2 separate regions of the Zea mays genome follow, and region 2 is linked to region 1. A link is a contact called in public Hi-C data. All regions are on one chromosome and are shown on one strand. The core of a region is the stretch at or near the end of the contact, and the rest is flanking DNA. Distances in the headings are between cores, read along the strand shown. Region 1 holds the start of LOC100216980. Region 2 holds the start of LOC100144301 (thymidine kinase).

The links. Hi-C and Micro-C count contacts between places; a contact is called where the count stands out from the background.
Region 2: a Hi-C map of leaf shows a contact between it and region 1, with 6 times the contacts expected there. The contact joins the promoter of LOC100144301 here to the promoter of LOC100216980 in region 1. A contact is called at or near these places in 3 of 25 Hi-C or Micro-C datasets (ear, leaf and tassel) and 1 of 3 datasets of contacts at active chromatin or transcription factors (leaf).

The regions. Positions count from the first base shown.
Region 1 is chr1:79,766,887-79,771,061 of Zm-B73-REFERENCE-NAM-5.0, reverse strand. LOC100216980 reads left to right here and starts at 2,581. Exons shown (of 10, transcript NM_001143359.1): 1 at 2,581-2,768; 2 at 2,833-3,031; 3 at 3,133-3,293; 4 at 3,404-3,549; 5 at 4,080-4,142. The coding sequence starts at 2,663.
Region 2 is chr1:79,972,486-79,976,294 of Zm-B73-REFERENCE-NAM-5.0, reverse strand. LOC100144301 (thymidine kinase) reads left to right here and starts at 1,418. Exons shown (of 4, transcript NM_001309852.1): 1 at 1,418-2,059; 2 at 2,698-2,842. The coding sequence starts at 1,749.

The DNA of each region.
Region 1 (4,175 bases), core at 1,332-3,831:
AGGTGTCTAAATGGTGTATTTGCAAAAAAATTATGGAGTCGTCTCTCCATAAAAAGATGTCTCTGGCTCGTAACCCAAGTAATAACAGACGCCTTCACTTCCCTTGTACGAATATGTCATTTGTTATATCGATTTGATGCTCTACAAGCACATTCACTTTTAAATTTATTAACAGACTACATTTATAGACCTCTATTATATAATAAAGTCTCTTAATTGTCTCTTGTGTATAGATAATCGTTTTGGTGTCTCTCTATCATACATGCCCTTAGAGTAACTCCAAAAAACCTCTCTAATTTTTTTCCCTCAAAACTATGTATTGGAGTTTTCTACTAAAAAAATTATTTCCCCAAAATACTATCTTTCCACAACAGATCCCCAAATACCATCTCCCCAAAATTCCTATGGCCTGCACGTCACCACACTGGTCCTCGACGATAGAGATGTCAATGTATCTGCGCTTCCGGAAGATAGTGCACACGCTCTCCCTGCTGGCGGGTCCCGACAGTTCTCGTACGTGGAGCTGAAGCAGGTGACCAAGGGCTTCTGCAACGTGGTGGGGGTGCGACATGTACATGACGGACGTACTACACAGAGAACGATTCGTCTTTCGAGCAGCAACAACTCACGGCGAAGAAGAACACGCTCGTGCGTGTGGATTGAAGGGGACGGATGCGGATAAAAAACTCACGCAAATATATTTGAGGAGAGGAGACGGATGCGGGACACCGAAACTTGTCAAGGATAAAAAACTGTTGGAGAAAAAAACCAAATTTCTCTCCTAATACCGGTTTTAGAGTAGGTTTAGGGCTAGTTTCAGAGCTAAAATAACAGAGGGGATTGGAGGGGTAACCCCTTTAATTCTCTTCAGTTTTGTGGCTACCAAAGTTAGTTTCACAATCCTATTTTTTCAAATAATTTATATTTTTTCAAAGAAAATTAGTTCATTTTTTCTTTAGAAAATGAAAATCGTTTAGAAAATTGAAATTACTAAACTAGCCTTTAAGTTTTCTTTTTGGTAGGGGTGAAAACGGATCGGGTATACCCGCCGGTACCGGATACGGATAGTGCAAATACCCGTTTTTCAGATACGGATTCGGGTATTTTTATATTCGGGACGGATACGGGTAATACCCGGATAGTGCATCTTCGGATTCGGGTCGGATACGGAGCTACTACTACCCGGTAAATACCCATATATTCGGGTCGGATACGGGTACCAGAAATTCGGGTACCCGTTTTTTCTTTTTCTGCATAATAATATAGTTATAAAATCATAACTTTTACATATGAAATCGGATGAAGATAAAGTTTATATGAAAATTGTAAAGCTCGAAGAGATCTATAACTTTGTAGTACATAACATTTTTGTTTAAACATATATTTAGGCCAAAATCATTGAAATAATGTCGAAATTTATATCAAAATAATAGACTTTATCATTTTCATGGGGACTTAAGATTATCTCCATGTGGGAACTTAAGAATATCTTTTTATAAACTATTTATTAATATTGGTAACTTATTTGTAATTTTCGGTCGACGCTACAATATTTTTATGATTTTCTATAACAAGAAATTAGTAATACACTAAATAGCCTAAAAAATTTATGAATTTTTACAGGGACACAACATATATCCACATATAGTTCTAAAAAACATTTAGACTATAAAATCTATAAGATGTTGGTGTTTCTTCCATTCCACTCCCACTTATTGTATGAGTTACACGTGAAATCATTTTATGTATCGAAGTTTCAACATAATCAATATTTCACTTATCATTTTCATGTGGGGACTTGAGGTTATATTTGAATAGAATGTTTATTTGTTTTGGTAAGTTTTTTGCAATTTTGGGTCAAAACTAGTGTATTTTATGAATTTTTATTATAATTTGATGATTTTATGTAGAAAAAAATTAATAATGTATAAATAACCTCAGAAATCCATGAAATTATACGAAGGCACAACATATGGCCACACATAGTCATCAAAAATAATGGGACCATAAAATCCACAGGATGTCAACGTTTCTTCTATTTTATTTCTACTTATTGCGTGAGTTACACGTGAAATCACTCTAAGTATCCAAGTTTCAACATAATCAATACTTCACTTTACCATTTTTATGTGGGAACTTGAGATTATCTTCTATTAAATATTTATTAGTATTGATAATTTACTTGTAATTTCGTGGTCGAACAAGAATATTTTATGATAACCAATTAATGCATTATCCGACAAGTATCCGATATCCGATCACATAATGTCTGTATCCGTCACTTATCCGCCCGGATAAATATCCGGTCCCTGTATCCGTATCCGTCCCGTTTTCAACTATCCGTATCCGATCCCAAATCCGTTTTAAATACATTAGGGTAGGATACATGATGAGCTAATATCCGTCCGTATCCGCCCGTTTTTACCCCTACTTTTTGGAGTTGCTGTTAGCAACCAGCCAGGGCGCTGTCTGTCAGGCAGGCAAGAGGCAAGCCCATTCTCGCCGTCTGGAACAGCCGGACAGGACCACGCCGGCCGCGGAGTTAACGGCACAGCGTCGTTTCAAAGCTAACCTCCCGCTCTTTCCTTTCTCTGAATCCCCTGCCTTCTCCTGCCTCCCCGTCCAAGATCCCCAAAACTACCGCCGCGCCGCCGCCGCCACCATGCCTCTGTCACACCGGAACCTCCTCCTCTTCATTCCCTCTGTCATCGTTCTCGTTGTCACCTCCGCCGCCGCCCTATCCGTCTCCACCCCGGTTGAGCTCACAGGTAAGTACGCCTCTTCCCACCATCGAACCCTTCAAGGCCCTAACCCTAGTCCGCCCTCTCGTAGTCACCTCGCATCCGCCGGCCTCCGTCCACCTCCCGCACGCGCGACCCCTCGCCGGTGGCGGTACCGCCGGGCCCTACTGCACGCGTGTTCTCCTCCAAGGCCGCCCCTCCCGCATCCGCGACCCGTCTCGCTTCTTCCACGCGCTTCGACTCCGCGCCAACGCCACCCGCCCCCACGGCCTCGAGCTCTGCTTCCACAGGTTAGTGAGACGGGGAACTGAACTCCAAGCTTCCGTGGCGTGTATCGCTAGCATCTGTGCCTCGGGCTAATTTCTTTGGTTGGTGCACTTTGTGTTTGTAGAAATGCCACAGTGGGGCCATGCAAGTGCGCCGCGTCCCAATGGCAGAAAATGCCCAAGAGCGGGCTCTGGATGCAGGTCATCTCACCATACGACTACCGGATTCTTGATTTCCGAATGCCTGCTGACCCTTCGAGGTCTGTTGTGGTGTCCACTGAGGAAGGCATGATTTCTTCCGTTTCCTTTTTCTGTTGCAGTTCTAGTTTGTTTCCCTCTGTTTCCTGCAGTTCTTGTTTGCAGGGTGTGATGTGTCTTTTGTTGTTGTGTATGCAGAATTCTTGCTCCACAGGGTGGTGTTCTTTGTCGTAGGATTGGTGCTCATGGTGGTGGCACACACATTGAGCGAGTCTGTAGTGTTCTACTATGGTGGAGCAATGACTATTGGCATTTTCCTTGTGATACTGATTATACTCTTTCAGGTAGCTTATAATCCTCTTCACTCTGCTCTATATATCAGTAGTTGAGCACTTCAGCTGATGGTTGGTATTGATAATGGTGGTTGGTGCCATTCTTGTAATGGTTCAGTGGAGCTCACTTACTGTCTTATATGAAACTACCATTTGGATTATGAAGTATTTGAAGGTTACATACGAATGTCTTGGGAGAAAATCCCAAATTTGCAATGTACTCAAACTAATATATAACTTCGGAAAAAGGCTCCCTCAGTGTCAATAGTGATTTGTACCTATGTTTTTTTTAAGATGACAGTATTACTGTAGTTGATTGGCAATGCTGTGTGCCACTAGTTATAGTCACAAAGTTCATTCTTTTCTTAATGAAGCTTGAAGCTACATAATTCAAGTTATTCTATATCAGTTGTATGCAGCCTTAACACATGAATCTAACTTTGGGTGTGTTCAATAGGAAACTTAAGTTTTGTCTGTTATTCAGTCAATCATTTTGTGGGCACAACCTGCTTACTTGACCTTTTTTTCATATCTACTTTCAGGGAATGAAGCTTTTACCAACTGGTAGAAAGAGTTCTCTTGCTATTTTTGCATACTCCTCAGTCGTAAGTATTGTTTAAAATATTGACAGGATTTCC
Region 2 (3,809 bases), core at 169-2,668, 210 kb before region 1:
ATTAAATGCAATATAGCCGTTGATATAGCCGTTACTGCTGACCGTTGCATTTTCAGCCGTTGATCTACAGGGGCGGACCGTCCGGACCTGGCGGGCGGACCGTCCGCGCTCAGCAGAATGGAGTAACGGCTAGGAAGTGGTTGGTGGCTATAAATACAACCCCAACCACCTCCATTCATAACATCCAAGCATTCCAACCTTCAACATTCAATACAAGAGCTAGCAATCCATTCCAAGACACATTCAAAGCCTCCATCTCTCCAAGTTTCACAATTGAGAAAAGAGATCATTAGTGATTAGTGACTTGAGAGAGAAAGTGATCTGTGTGTTATTTGTCGCTCTTGTCGCTTGGTTTTTGCAATTGTGCTTTCTTTCAATCTTCATTGCGATCAAACTCACTTGTAATTGAGGCAAGAGACACCAATCTTGTGGTGGTCCTTGTGGGAACTTTATGTTCCAAGCATTTGAGAAGAGAAAGCTCACTCGGTCTAAGGGACCGTTTGAGAGAGGGAAAGGGTTGAAAGAGACCCGGCCTTTGTGGCCTCCTCAACGGGGAGTAGGTTTAAAAGAACCGAACCTCGGTAAAACAAATCCGCGTGTCTCACTTCATTATTCGCTTGCGATTTGTTTTGCACCCTCTCTCACGGACTCTATTATATTTCTAACGCTAATCCGGCTTGTAGTTGTGATTATTTTTTGAGAATTTCAGTTTCGCCCTATTCACCCCCCCTCTAGGCGACTTTCACAACCAGGTCTCCTCGACCCAGATCTCTGCCCCGGAAGCGGAGGATGGGAGTGGTGGACGACGCCGGGTATGGAGGATGGGAAGGGGGCGCCATGTAAGGAAGGGAGCGCAGATGGTTGGGACCTCGCCGTGTAAGGAAGGGATGGCGCTTGGGATTGCCGTCCATTTTCGTCTCGGTGGAGGGTGGGAATGGTGGACAACACCATCAGTGGGGGAGCAGCTCTGATGGTATGAAGGGAGGGCGCCAGGTATGGAGGATGGGAAGGGGGCGCCATGTAAGGAAAGGATGGCGCGTTCTATGGAGATGGGAATGGTGAACGACGCCATCAGCGGGGGAGCTGCTCCGATGGGTTGTGGAGCGCTGTGGGGAGGATCGACGTGGGCTGGGACAGTGGGGCCTAGAAGGCATAGAGTAAAGCGCTGGAGGTCCATAAGGCAGAGAGAGGGGAGCGCTGGATGGCGTGGGCAGAACCGTGCACCATGGTCTACACTATGTTCTTATAGAGTAGTAAAGATTTGCTACCGGAGTTAATTGTTCGTGATTGCAGTAGAATCTGTCTGTTCAAACAAAACGCATCCTAGGGGAAAGAGAAAATTGCTGTCTCAAGAAAGAAAAAGAGAATTAAAATAGCCGTAAGTAACGTGAAGGGGCAAGAATTGCTCCGGTGGAATGGGAAAGCGAGGAAAAATAAAATAAACCCAGTAAAATAGGCAGTCGGCAGACCACGGGCCCCTTCGTCCACCTCCGGCCGAGCAGTGCCGACTGCCGCCACCTCTGAAAAACCCTAGCAAAAAAAAAAAAAAACATTGCCCAATCCAAATCCCCATTCCCTCCACTCCCAAAATTTCGAACTCCGAATCGAAGCTATCATGTGCGAGCGCTCACCTACCCCACGTTGACTAGAAGAACCGTCCGACTTCAACTTCCCAATTTTGCCTCCAAAAAATTCAAAATATTATTCGACCCCGCCGCCATCCCGTCCGCCCTACAAATCCCGCCAGCATGCGCTCCATGTTCGCCACTAGGTCGCTTCTCGCCGCTGCCGCCTCCGCCCCCACCGTCCTCCGCGCCAGCGCTTTCCCATCGCGTTCGCTGCTCCTCTCTCTGCCTTTCCCTCGGGGTCGTGCTGCCAGAAATATGCTTGGCGCGGCGAGGTCGATCTCTTCGGCCGCCCCGTCGCGAGTCGGAGGCCGTGCGGCTATGGAGGTCCGGGCGGCTCAGTCCGGCGAGATCCATGTCATCGTGGGCCCCATGTTCGCCGGCAAGACCACCGCGCTCCTCCGCCGGGTCCAGGCCGAGGCCGGCAACGGGAGGTACGGAAAAAAAACGCAGGCGACGCTGTGCCTTTCCCTTGCGATTACTTGTTTTGCTGACAGAGCGGGCCCGCCAGCTCGTGACCTCTCTTCCATGGATTTTTTTTTGGCTAAGACGCCAAGGTTTGGCTACGAGGAAAATAGGTCTTTTTGGTGTAACATATAATGTAATTACTTACTATCTGACCGTCACATGTTATGAGCTTACATTTGTCAATATGTTGCTATGGAAGCATTGTATTTGTCTTTTGTCCTGGTCTTCACCGTCCAGTGACGAAACGGTACATAATCTTAGCGTTTGTTATACGAAACTTCTGTAGACTCAGTCAAAGTACTGCCACAACAAATGAGCTTCTTTGGTAAGATATGTTGTTTTTTAGACTCCAAATTTCTGGTGCTTTTTCTGCAAGTCTTTACAATGAAATTTAGACAGTTTGTTTGACCATTCTCTAGGTTCTAGAACAGTTTGAAATTTCAGGTGTTCTGAGGTCACTGCTTTCGTGTTGAATTCATATACATCAATACATGTAATGCTAGGTGTACATCACAACATGTGAATACTGAAATTTGGTTGCCTTGACTGCTTCTATCTTGCATAAAAAAAATTCATTTCTGACCTTTTCATGGTGCCATTATAGGAGCGTGGCACTAATAAAGTCCGACAAAGACAACCGCTATGGATTGGATTCTGTTGTGACTCATGACGGTACAAAGATGGCGTGCTGGGCCTTGTCAGAACTGTCAAGTTTTCATGACAAATTAGGAATTGAGGCCTATAATAAGGTTTGATCAAAGACACGTTCTCTTAATTTGCATGCTGGTATCCTATCCATGAAGTCTACTATCAAGTACCATGCATATATTTTGAATAGTTCAGATTGGTGCATCTGGCATTATATTGTTAGTGCCCAACTGCCCATCAATAATATTTCTTGAACAACGAATTATTGAGAATCATGACAGTAAATTCAGCTGCTGGTGCTGGGGAAGTACACCACTTTAATTTGGAGTAATCATAGATTAAAAACAAGGGCAAGTTATAAAGAAGCATATGATGGTATTCTACTATAGCTTGAATATCTTATTATGGGTCAATTCTGATTCCAGAGTTTTAGTGACCCACCAAATTGAACAACTAAGCTTGTAGCTTTATAAATTTAGTTATTATGTTTAAGAGATGTGGTTATTTCCTTACTGGTTTACTGATGTTGTGCAATCAATTGCCAGTCCTTGTTCGATTGCTATTGGTTGTCTATTATGATCTAATCCCATTAGAACATATCACTAGCTGTAGTGCCTCAGCAGTGTTTCTTTAAAACTGAAACCTTCTGATGATAGACCTCTACAACATGTACAGCACAGGTAAACAGGCCTTCCAGAATATTAGGGCCCAAAAAGCAGTAGTTAATTGGATAGTTGTATAAATTGAGATTGTGAAGTAAAGCAGGACTGCAGCAGTCTTTACGCCAACCTTAATCCATCTCTCTGGCTTACTTCACCTCACAGACACGCATACTTCTTTTTCTATTCTCATTTTCTTGTGTCCTTTTACTCTCTTCTCAACCCTCATCTTTTAGCCCATAGAAGGGAAAAACAAGAAGGGAAATCATTTCTCATCTTAGTTTTGTTGATCATTGTTCTGTGGCCTCCTCTTTGTTGAAACTTGAGCTAAGCTTTTGCGTATTTTGCATGTTGTGTCTCCACAAATTCGGACATACATTGAACAACTCTTTCTTTAGCCATACACATA